Regions from separate parts of the Mus musculus genome. Here region 2 is linked to region 1. The links are chromatin contacts, called in public ChIA-PET maps. All regions are on one chromosome and are shown on one strand. The core of a region is the stretch at or near the end of the contact, and the rest is flanking DNA. Distances in the headings are between cores, read along the strand shown. Region 1 holds the start of Fam20a (family with sequence similarity 20, member A). Region 2 has its middle 24 kb from the start of Gm42093.

The links. ChIA-PET counts read pairs in DNA pulled down with a chosen protein or histone mark.
Region 2: a contact with region 1 is called in an RNA polymerase II ChIA-PET map of effector CD8 T cells, with 462 read pairs. The contact joins the enhancer-like site here to the promoter of Fam20a in region 1. A contact is called at or near these places in 2 of 39 promoter capture datasets (liver and macrophages), 2 of 15 datasets of contacts at CTCF or cohesin (CD8 T cells and the NIH/3T3 cell line), 7 of 484 Hi-C or Micro-C datasets (CD8 T cells, the HPC-7 cell line, astrocytes and 3 more), 6 of 115 datasets of contacts at active chromatin or transcription factors (CD8 T cells, astrocytes, effector CD8 T cells and 3 more) and 2 of 9 other capture datasets (adipose tissue and pancreatic islet).

The regions. Positions count from the first base shown.
Region 1 is chr11:109,719,410-109,725,564 of GRCm38.p6, reverse strand. Fam20a (family with sequence similarity 20, member A) reads left to right here and starts at 3,327. Exons shown (of 11, transcript NM_153782.2): 1 at 3,327-4,253. The coding sequence starts at 3,850.
Region 2 is chr11:109,756,107-109,762,138 of GRCm38.p6, reverse strand. No RefSeq gene overlaps it. Among named protein-coding and RNA genes, the nearest start is that of Gm42093, 24 kb to the right of the region's middle. Within about 2 kb of position 3,323, at least 17 of the 459 cell types and tissues checked have an H3K27ac peak or open chromatin away from gene starts, as enhancers often do. A contact at or near this core is called in CD8 T cells and effector CD8 T cells, where this site is marked.

The DNA of each region.
Region 1 (6,155 bases), core at 2,078-4,577:
CTCACAGTTCTAGGGGCAGAACCTCTAAGCTCCAGAGGCAAGCAGGGTTGGTCTCGTCTGAAGTTTCTGCTCTGTGCCTTTTGCTTAGTGTTTGAGGTTTGAGGGCATTGTTCATCATGTTTTGTCTTGTAGTTGATTTCCGTCTTCATCTTTACCTAGTGCTGTCAAGTTGTGCACGACTCTGAATCCAAACTCCCCCTCAAGGACCCACTCTCCTCCAGGTTGTCTCCATTATGCCTGCAATGACCTCGCTGCCAAATGGGCTCACACCCTGAGATGTTGGAAGAAGCTACGGTTTCGGCATACAAGTTTGAGAAGGGGGCACATTTCAATGCTGAACGCATGCAAACAATGAATTACATACAACATGGGCAGTGCTGAAGTGTGGAGTTATATGAGGAGCTGGGGGGTGGGGTGACACACAAAAACTGATAGCACTGAATTAAGTGGGTTCGAGGACGTGCATGGGGAGGGAGAAGGGACACATGGCCAACACTTCAGTAGTCAATGGATAGATGGATACTCTTCGTATAGGTAAAGAGCAAGAAAGAGCATTTGGCTCAAGAGAGTCTCTAGGAACCTGAAGCACTTAAAGAATTGCAGAAACCATCATGGGGTAAAGACAGGGTACAGGAGAGATCTAGAAATGAGGTTGGAATGGAAGTTAGAAGCCAGCCTATGAAGAGCTATGGCACAGCAAATGGCCTAATCTCCCTGCATCCAAAGCTCAGGTGCGGGATGTCCTGGTTGTATCTGTGTTGGAATCCCATTCTGGTGAGCGTGGGTGAGTGATGAAATGGAGCCATACTGAAAGCCAAGAGGCAGGTCCGGAGCTTGTCTGCAAGTCTATAGATGCGTGAAGTTTGGGGTGCATCCACAAGGAGAGGAGCTACAAAGGGGAAGATGGATTTCCAGTGGGAAACTGAAGCCAACAACAGGTCATGGAAAACCATTTGGAATAGCTTCAGCATTCATTGAAAATATGTAGCTGAGGCTAGTTAAGGGAACCTGGGAGCCCAGACATAGAGAAGCAGAGAAGCAGAGCTCATATCTGAAAAAGAAAGAGATTTTGGAGAACACCTTGAAAACAGCAGCTGGGTGACCAATGGTACTCTCTTGCCCTGACTTCACATTCACTTCATCTCTGACTTCCATGCCCTTGACCTTTCTAAGGTATGTACGTTCAGATAACCTTCAAGCAAGTTAGAAAGAGCATTTACTCTACTGGAGCCAGATGAAAATGTCTGCCGAGGAGGCATGAGCCCATTGGCTGGGGATAATCAAAGTCACGGGGCTTACGGCATCTTTATCAGTCTAGAAACATGCAAGAGCTTCTTATCGTCGATAAGGCACCATTGATCATTACCTGGCTTTTTAGTCTATGGGCCGTGATGCCTAATTAGACAAAGCAAAAGTTGCAAAGTCTCTCAGAAACTGACCGCCTGTTAGAATTTAATGCTAGATTTAAAAAAAAAAAAAATAAGTCCAAGCCCCACAGGTCTCTTAAAGGCTCTGACCTCGTCCGGCTCCTGGGAATTGGCTGCGGATGCTGGGTCTTGAGGTTTCCTAGTTGGACTCAGTCTTAAGGAATCTAGTCCTTTTCTCTGGTGTTTTGTATTTCCAGTGTTTTTCTGTGGTTTGCCGTTGTTTGTTTGTTTGTTTCAAACCATAACGAGTCTCCAATCTGATCTAGTGCTTTACAAGAAACCAGAAGTACTCGCTACAGCCAAACCCTGTCTCATAGTTGTCTGGCATGAGTTAGGGATATTCTGAGCACTATGTATACTTGAACTCATTTTAAGCCTCACGATGAGCTCATGGAGTAAATTCTCATTGCAGGATGCTTAGGCAATAACTCAATTAGTAATCTTCTTGCTGTGCAAACACAAGACTACTCTCCAAGACCCACATGAAAATCAAGCTAGTGTGCTGGCAGACGATTGTAATCCCAGCAATAGGGAGGCAGAGACTGGACGGTCTCTAGGGTTCACTGGCCGGTCAATCTGGTCCCAGAGAAAAAACCTGCCTTAAAAGCATCAGTGTGGATCAGTGGCTCCTGAAGACTAACACTCAAGGTTGACATCTGATCTCCCCAAGCACACACACACACACACACACACGGGCACACACACGGGCACACACACGGGCACACACACGGGCACACACGGGCACACACACGGGCACACACACACACGGGCACACACACACACACACACACACACACACACACACGGTCACACACACGCACTTCTATCTAAAGATGAGAGGACAGCAGCTGCCACAAGAAATAGTTGACCAACTGCCGGGAAAACTCCAGTGTTAACCCACAAGCTACAGTGTCTCAGAATGGAGACTCCAGCAAGAACCTGGAGATCCTTAACCAATGAAATTAGCATACATAGGCGCTTTGTTGCCCAGGCAGGCAACAGCTGGGGGGAAACAGTCTTTTCCTGAACATTCTCCAGGGTGGGGCCACCTCTCCAGGCAGACTCGCATTTACTATGCTCCCAAATTATAAAACAGAGAAAGCCAAGGTTTCAGGGCTGCCCTCCCCTGATCCTCAGAAGGAAGGAACACGGGGTGGAGAAGTGTAAATGACCTCACAGGATATCAGGAGAAAGCCTAAGTAAGCGGGTCCTCCAGTGATTCATTTGGGTGGACTACTTTCACACCAAGCTACATTCAAGAGTTCGGAGTGGGGTCATTTGGGGCCCCTCCCTCCCTGCCATTTCCTCTTTTCAAAGTACTGGAAGATTTGGAGTCAAACTCCATCCAAACAGGAAATCACCCAGGTTCTAGGTTAAGGGGAGTGGGAGGGGCTCTTATTTTTTAAAGGGCAAGCTATTTTTGTGCACCACGTGAGTATCTTCAGAGCAAGTGCCTACTATGTGCTGGTTGCTATGAATCCAGTTTATGCCCTGCAGCGAGTATGCTGAGAAATGAAATCCAAACCCCCAGACACACATCTGGCAAAGCTTACAGAAGAAAGGCTTTTAAGGGTTTGCATTGTCCCCCCCCAAAAAAAAAAACCCTAAAAATGGAAATGAAAGGCTCAAGTCCACCTCTCTTGGGCTCACCAGGATGTGTATGAAGAGCCCTGAGCAAGGAAAGTGGGGACAAAGAGGAGGAGCCGGAGGAGAGGATTGATGACAAGGTGGAAGGGCAGAGCCGGCAGCAAAGGGATTGGGAGTTTGGCTGGCAAGCTATGCCAGAGGCAGGTGCCAGCTAAGAGTGGGCGGAGGTGCGGGCGCCAGGCCAATCCAGGCAGCGGGGAGGCTCCGCGTTACCTCTGCCTCTAGGAGTCTAGGCGCAAAGACAAGCTCGCCCTGAGTCGCCCCTGCTTTGTCAACTCTGCGTTCCCTCCGCTCCTGCCAGCCCGGGGCACAGGAGTCCCTGCCGCCTGCAGGAGGAGCCGCTGGATCTGTCTCAGCAGCTGCGGAGAGACAGCATCCTTGGAAGAGACGCCCCGGGCTACGCAGTCTCTCCAGCCTCCTCCTAGGGGGCGAGAGCTCCTTTGCGCTCCCTCCAGTGATCGCCCTCTACACGGCCACCAGAGCCAGCACTCCTCCACGGGACCTCCCCACCTGAGCGGTCCCTGGCAGAGGGGGTCACAGGGCAAAGAGACTCAAATAACAACCGGGTAGCCAGGGAACCCCAACCCTGCCTCTCTACTGGGCAAGAAAAGACGACGCTGTCAACACTGTGAGCTTCCTGCACGCGGTCCCCAAGTTCAGGGAAGACACCCTTCCAGGAAGAGCTAATCCCCTGTGTGAGCATTCCAGCCTCCTCCGGACTCCAGGAGCTTCTTCCGTCTGCACCCCAAGTGTTTCCCGGGTGTCCGCTTGGGCCATGCCCGGGCTGCGCAGGGACCGCCTGCTGGCCCTGCTGCTCCTGGGCGCGCTCTTCTCCGCCGACCTCTACTTCCACCTCTGGCCGCAAGTGCAGCGCCAGCTCCGGCCGGGCGAGCGCCCCGCCGCCTGCCCGTGCTCTGGCCGCGCCCCCTCCGCGTCTCTACACTCAGCCGCAGCCTCCCGAGACCTTGGCACAGCCTCGCACAACTTTTCAGGAGCTTTGCCCCGGGTTGAGCATCCCAGCCGCGGCCACCCTGCCCCGCGCTCTAAGCTGCAGGCCCTCTTCGCCCACTCGCTCTACCAAGTCCTGGAGGATCCGCCTCTCCTGGGACCCGAAGACTGGCTCCTGGCCAGCCAGGAGGCGCTGCGGTATTACCGGAGGAAGGTGGCCCGCTGGAACAGGTGAGAACCCTTCCGAGGAACCCCAGCACCGGACTCCCTAGCATGACCCTCCAGGTCCTGGCTACCCATGTCCACTCCCACCCTGGGCTGTGGGAACTTCACTCTGCCGTCACAGCCTGGCACTAGGCTTCGATCCCCATCTGGACGCCCACCAGCTGTAGCAGGCCTTAGATTTCTGAGCAACAGCAAAGAAATGCTCCCAGCCACTCCCCTCGAGTTCCTGGGTTCTCTAGCCAGTCAGTTTCCTGGTCCCAATGCTTTCTCGGGCCTCTTTCGCGCTGTCCTGCTGTGGACAGCTGCTCTGGGCCTGCTGTTTTCCAGAATGAACTTTGCAAACAGAGAGCAGGGCTGGCGACACTCAGCTCTGCTCTTTGGTCAGATCTGACTGTCATATCCCAAAGACCCAGTTTCCCCCCCCCCCCCCCCCCCCGTCCCTGTCCCTCTGCTCAGGGTTGGAGACCAAAGAGGTCAGCTGGAGCAAACTCTGATACGGCCAATCCCTGTTGCTCATTAAACAGGGCCTGTCGGGTGTTTAGGCAATGTTCCAAACTGAAGGCAATTTATCATCTTTTATTATTGTGATGATTTGGGCTGAGGCTACTGGAGAGAAAGGGGTTCGGGGTTCGGGGTTCGGGGGCTGGAGGCCTAGGAATTTTGTAATCTGAAAGCAAAAATTGGAGTTAAATATTAAAGTATTTAGGATAAATCTAAGAGTGTTTTCACAAGGGCATGTTGGATAACGTATCTAGGATAAATTTGTTTTAACAAGAGTGTGTTGGCGATGTTGAGGTAGAGGCTGTTGGGAGGTCCCCCAGCCTAGAGCAGAAAGCCTTCATATGAATTAAGGGCTCTTTCAAAGTCTAGAGCTTGTTGGTCACTTGAATCCAGGGTTCCGTGTTCCTGACACACCCATCTGTTAATACAGAGATTTCAGAGTGAGGTGTCAGGGGTGGTTTTGGAGTCTCTCTGGAAGATGAGAAAGCCATAAATCTCAGTTGAAACTCTGTTGCTAGCCCAATTTAACTGTTTTCTCATTAATTGGTGGGACTAAACCTTGGAGCGGGGAGGGGGTGTGTGTGCAGATAACTTCAGCAAATGGAGAGAAAGAAGTTGAAACTTATTGGCTGAAATTGCTACAGTGAATTTCATTTGCAACCTCTATCTATGGCTGGTGATTTTCTATTAGAAAGTGGTTCTCAATTCTATTGCTAATTGCATGCAATAAAAAGGCAGCTTAAGATTGCTTCTCAAGTGCTGTCACGTTCAATATTACCTTAATTTCATCAATAATGTGGTAGCATTATGGATCAGTGAACTAGGAAATTTGCCCTTAGAAAAATTATCCATAGAAATACAGGCTATGGGCAAAGTTGCTTGCTATTGTAAATGTAGATGTATGTCTGCCTAGTCTCATTTCTGTCGCCTTGAATTTCCTTATGTTACTTGGGCCCTGCAGGAAATTCCAGGGAAATATTTGGGGAGAAAGGCAAAACTCTTCCTCACCAAGCTGAGTAATTGATTTTAAGCTTCTAACAATGTGTAACACAGACACACACACAACTTACTGCCCAGAAAATTTGGTCATTTAACAGGGAATCAATCAGTGGGGGCTGGAGACCTTTCTATTTGTCTTTAGGCAGATCACTAATAGTAGCAGTTTCCCAGGCAAAGTCTATGGGTGACATAAAAGTTGAAGCTGTATATAATAGTGCCAAACCTTGACCTCTGAGACAGAAAACACATTCCCTCCACCTGAAAAGTCCTGTAAACATCCACAGGATGGTGTCAACAAGAAAATGGGTGACAGTTACACCGGTGTTAAAAATGCAACCCACCGAGAGCATAGCTCAGTTGGTAGACGGCTTGCCTGGCATTCATGAAACCCTGGTTCAGTTGGCAAAA
Region 2 (6,032 bases), core at 2,074-4,573, 37 kb before region 1:
GTTGGGATTAGCACAAATTATGGGTATAAACATAAGTATTTAGAAGACAGATGGACAGCGTGATCATTTAACATAACATCAACAGTAAGTTCCCCACAGTTTCCCCAGTTATGGGCTTTGGGCCAGGTTTACAGAATACCAGGTGTGAAATCCCTCCTGTACAGCAGGCTTCATATCCAAGCAGAAAGTGATTGGTTACTCCTATAACTGCCATACCACTATTGTACCATTGGGTGCATCTTTCCAGGCAGGTTGATACTCTAGCATGCATAGTGCGGGACTAGATAAGACCACTGAAGTCTTTTCTCTCCCAGGCAAACCTCATGGCACCTTACAGTGCTATGTAAGCTAGCCAACAGAGAGAGAAGTCTCTGTTCACCTGAGGTTTATTTCTCTATATATTGCATCAGAGTGAGTGGTGTCTTCAGCAATACAGCCTTACATTTAATTGTGGTGAGAAGTCAAGGGCAATATCAAAAGCCTGTGCCATTTTCGATGTCTGTGGGGACTCCATGACCAATAAGTCTTCAGGAGGTATCTTGTGCTTGACCCAGAGATTTTCATTTAGTAACCCATACCTTCTTGGAGTATCATTGTCCACCCTTGGAGGACATCTGTTCAAACTCCTTTTAAAAACATACACTACATTTTTTTAAAAGACTTGTTTATTTTTGTTCTGCGTGTATGTGTTTGCCTGCTTGTCTATGTGTGTATCCTGAGATGTCCTGGAGGCAGGCCAGCATGCAGCATCGGATCCTCTAGAACTGGAGTTTTAGGAAGTTGAAAGCTGCTTGATGTGGGTACAAGAAAGCCATCCAAAACCTCTGCAAGAGTGACAAGTGTTCTGACCACTTCTCGGCCAGCCCTATATTGGGTTTTCTAATTACTTTGCAAACTAGTGAGTTTCTGTAAGGCTTCTTCACACATCCTTAGTTTAGGTTAGCCCGCTCCTTCCTACTCTCCCTTCCCTAGCACCTGTATCTCATCTTTGCTTACACCTTTGACCGGGGGTACTTCCTCAGTTCTTCTGTGGTGCTTGTCTTCCTGCTGTCCCCTCTGACTACAGTGTATACTGACCACCTGTGTCTAAGAGGGCCTTGATTTGTGATCTCCTTTTGTTTGTTACTTTAAATGCTTCCTGAAACTGTTGCCATGTGGAACACAGTGTTCGGGTAACCTGCATTTGTGCCCATGGGCTATGGTCACTCGTGTTCAGCTCCAGAATAAACACTCTTACTCTCTTTGAGGGGAGCGCTGTTTCCACATTGACAGGCAATCATTGCCCTCTTCTACCCTTGACAGGGCTGCATATGATTCTGTAATAAGCCCTGCTTGTCTTCTAATCTACCTCCTGTGCATCTCCTTTGAGTTCTTTCTACAGAGATCACAGCCCTGGGAAGCTAAAGGAAGCCAGGGCAAGATCCCAGAAATGCAATCAAAACGCCTCCTCCAGGGACTTGGGAAAAAAAAAAAACCTCAGGCTCACTATTGACTGGAGCTATAAATGTTAACCCTATGGTGACATGATAAGTATCCTTTTTACACTTATCAAAGGTTGTGTGTGTGTGTGTGTGTGTGTGTGTGTGTGTGTGTGTGTGCGCGCGCGCGCGCGCGCGCTAAGCTTCACCTACTCTTGTCCTAACTCAATAGACAAAATGAATCCAGGAAGATTGAAACTGAACTATTTTATTATTTATGGCACTTTTCTCTCTCCACTTCCCACTCCCCTTTCCACCCTCCTTTCTTCCTTTCTCCTACCCTCTCTTTCTCTGATCTCTTTGCAAGCACACACATAAACAAAGGGTAGATGAACTCACAACATCCCGCTCCTCAGCACTTTCTGAGACAGCTGTAGGCTATCCTCAGCTTCCACTCTCCATCAGCTGTTTACAAGCAGAAAAAAAAAAAAATCTGACAGCTGAACAAAAGGCGGGGGCGGGGCAAAGAGATAGGCAAATCTCTCCATAAGCCAGCAGCTCAGTTAGGTGTCTAAGCCGATGCCAATCGAGTCATCGGGGTACAGTTTAGACATTTCAGCTTCTTCGTTATCTTTAGTCAACCATTATTCACTGAGCTTCCATCTTAAGAATCAGCTATTCGGAAGTAACCACTTACAGGGAGCTAGCTGATTGCCCAACCCCTACTGGACCGCAGTCCTTTTCCAAGCCATCACTTTCCTCACTGAGAAGTACATTATGGGATTGATATTCTGGTGGTATACTATTCTGGTGTAAATTTATGGAAAGATAAATTGTCTCAAAACCTCACTGTAATGTTGAACAAAATTTAGGATGCGTTCAATAGTTGAGAAGAGAGGCTTACAAGATTCCAGGTGATTGAACCATATTTGAACCCTAGCACAGCTGAAGGTCCATCATCTACTTATTTTTAAGATGTGTATGTTTCACATCTGAAACATACTGAGTCTGGAGCTAGATGAGAAGAAGCCCATAAGTGATCTTCATTCATGAATGCAAGGTAAGACAGACATGAGAGGGATTGCTGTTTGCCCAGCTGGTTTCCTGACTCGCTTTGCTGATTACAGTTAAGTGATTGGATGAACCTCAGAAGACACTTTGAACTTTGGACTTTTAACATTGTTCAGACTGCTATAGACTATGGGGACTTTGGAAGTTGGATTAAATGTACTTTTTCCATTATGCTATGACTCAATATGGCCCCCATAGACTCCTGTGTTTGAACAACCCTATGGGTTCCAGCGAATGGAATGTGATGGTTTGTATATTCTTGGCAAAGGAAAACTGGCACTATTAGGAGGTGTGACCTTGTTGAAGTAGGTGTGTCACTGTGGGAATGGTCTTTAATACCCTCGTCCTAGCTGCCTGGAAGCCTGTCTTCTCCTATTTGCGTTTGGAACAAGATGTAGAACTCTCAGCTCCTCCTGTACCATCCCTGCCTGGATGCTGCCAGGATCCTGCCTTGATGATAAGGGACTGAATCTCTGAACCTGTAATCCAGCCCCAATTCAATGTTGTCCTTGATAGAGTTGCCTTGGTCATCCTGTCTGTTCACATCAGTAAAACCCTGAGACAAGGTTGGAACACTTACCTTGGCAGTAACCAGCAGCTCTCTAATTGGACTTAAGGCCCAAACAACAAGTGGAAAAGCCTGCCTGGTACTGGAAACCTTGCCAACTGCCAAGGGCTAGTGAGGCCATGGTTCCTGGAAGAGAGCCCACAAATGCCACTCTACTAAACCAGTATGATCCCTAGCTGCATTCTAAATGTTTGTCCTTATACCCACAGGTAAATGCAGGTCTCACCCCTCTTCCAGGAAACTTCTCTTTGCAACAGACAGAGACCACTGCAGAAAACCACATCCGATCAAAATGAATTGTGAAACCCAGTCACAACTGATACATCTACAAAACAACTCCTACACTTAAGGCTCATGGATCATTGCAAAAGAAGGGATGGAAAGATTCAATCAGCCAGAAGACAAGACATTTGTCGTAAGATTGCATATATCTCTGTGTGTGTGTGTGTGTGTGTGAGAGAGAGAGAGAGAGAGAGAGAGAGAGAGAGAGAGAGAGAGAGAGAGAGGTCATATGATCTGAGAAGGGTGTGTGTGTTTCTCAACAACTAAAGAAAAAGAGGCTATAAATTTGAAAGAGATCAAGGATGGGGCACATGAGAGAGTTTGGAGAGACAAAAGGAAAGGAAGAAATTATATAATTATACTCTCAAAAATAAAATTATTTTTTAAAAAGAAGTCTATTATTTTATAAACTAGCTAAACCATGATTTTAAAGGGGTAAGCTTGATTGTAATGATTTTCCATTGATGCTTAAGGCTGCTCCCAGAAGTCAAGTCTTTCTAAGAAAAATCCCAGCGCCAGGTACAGGATGCCTCCCTACAAGATTTTGGTATGTACCATATCCCTCAGAGGCTTCCTTAACAACATAAACTACTGTCATCACTCTTGGATCCCAAATGGGACTAAACAGTAAGACCATTGCTGAAGACACTACACACTCTGGATATAGAGCCCAAAGGAAGCAAGTAGGAACTGAACTTCAAGTCTCTTCCATGATGGTTAGCGCTCACAGTTCCAGGAGATACCACGAAGGCTGTTGAAGGAGATAAGCCACCAAGCATGACACCCAACTATAGAGTCTGGATGCTACAACACTTCACTGCTTGCTGAGCGGTGCCCACTGGTACAGTCATAGCATAAAAAATGTCTCCAGGTATCTAACCACTTCCAGTTTGTGTCTTTCAAATGGGACAGACAATCCACATCTGACGTAAATACTAACAACTCTAAACAGTTATCATAGTTATCAGAGCTTCTTCCCACCAGATATCTAGCCCAAACCATTGGTATTTGTTCTCTGGCAGTGATAGAGACCACCTATCTGAGAGCAAGAGGTTGTCTCTTCTCAGGCAACGTGTCCCAGCTTAGTTATGGCTACCATCTTCCTTTGTCATCATAGGGTCTCTCTTCTGAGTGTATGCTCTTGTACCTTCTCCTTAAAAGATAATTTTTAGGTTAAAAGCTCACCCTAATGACTACATGCAGCCATACTTACTGCCAACTGGCCTAACTCCCATTGGAGCCAGGCTCTCAGATATTGAGAGTTTCAGCCTGAACAAGTGAACCAGGGGACACAAGGCAGCCCATAATAGTCATAAATGTTCTAACCACTCAATGTGTACTTTTTTTAAAAACATATTCATTGACCCCTCTTTGTCTCCTTGACTTTGCAGGTAGGGATGGGTTTTTATTGTCCTGTCTTTTCTCTATTAATATGAAGCTACACACATCAATCTTTAAGTGTTGTATATATACTTGTGAATTATCAAAGCACAATCCAAGTGAGGCATTGATCCTCTTTCTAGGAACAGTGAAGACCTAAAAACACCTTAACTCCATTTATCCTCATGTTTTTCTTGGCCTATGTTTCAGTTCAAAATACAGTTTGCTACTATTAGTTATGTGACCAATACTAATTTCTATTTATTTGCATGTTATACCAAGAAACAAAATTGTCTATTTCTTATCTTTTATATGCTATCCTTATATAGTATACACGAAAGGGGATGTTAATCTTCTGGTAAGGTAAATAGAGGCAGGACTGAAATTCTAAACTCTAAAGTTCTGAGGGAAGAGACCAGGGAAATCAGAAAGTTATACCCCATAATGTATGAATTCTGTCACATAAGGTGACACTGTTTAGCTTCTGTGGAGTTTATTTTGTTGTGTTGGTGGAGGAAAAGGTAAAGGAACATATCAAGTGTGAAGAAGAGTCTGTAGATGGGAAGAAGGCTCCTGGAGGACATCCAAAGACCTAAGAGGGTTAGGCAGGAAACGTAACCCCTGACTTCAGTTAGAATTCGGGAGTTGGTAAAGGTTTGTCATTCCCAACCTTAAATTGCTGGATTAAAGGGAGACCATAAAATAAGAGCAGAGGCCCAGAAACCATGCTGGTGACTGCACAGTGAGGGCTCTACATATTTATGAATTCTCCCACAGTAAGTGTTCGCTAAGGCCACTGTAAATACTGTCATCCTGTTGGAGGGCTTGTGAAAACCTGTCGAGAGCTTTGTAACCTGTGAATATTCAGCCTCAATTAATGCAAATAAGCTCCATGCTCAGGGTAAGATGTCCTCTCCTTTGCCAGCTCTACAACTTGTGTCTCGTGAGTGACATGATTCTGGGAGTGATATGGACAGGTACAACCTAACCCACAGTTCCTACAAGATGTGAAGACACCTTGCAGAAGGCTAGTCTTTGAGTCTGACATATTAAAATTAGGCTGTTGAGTTTGCTAAATTGGCACACTCAAAGGTACATTGAAGCCATACTTCTTGTGGCAAAGAATCTGGAGAATTCTTACCCAGAGTTCGGGCTGTCTGCAGACCGGAAGTTCAGTTAAATGGAAGCGTTTGGTTTTCTTGGGTCTTTTCCTTTATCACAAATGAGAATGAGACAGCATCGTTGGACACACTTCAAGTGATGAAGCTTTCAAAATATCAACTTTATTATTAGAAGATAATATTTATATCTAT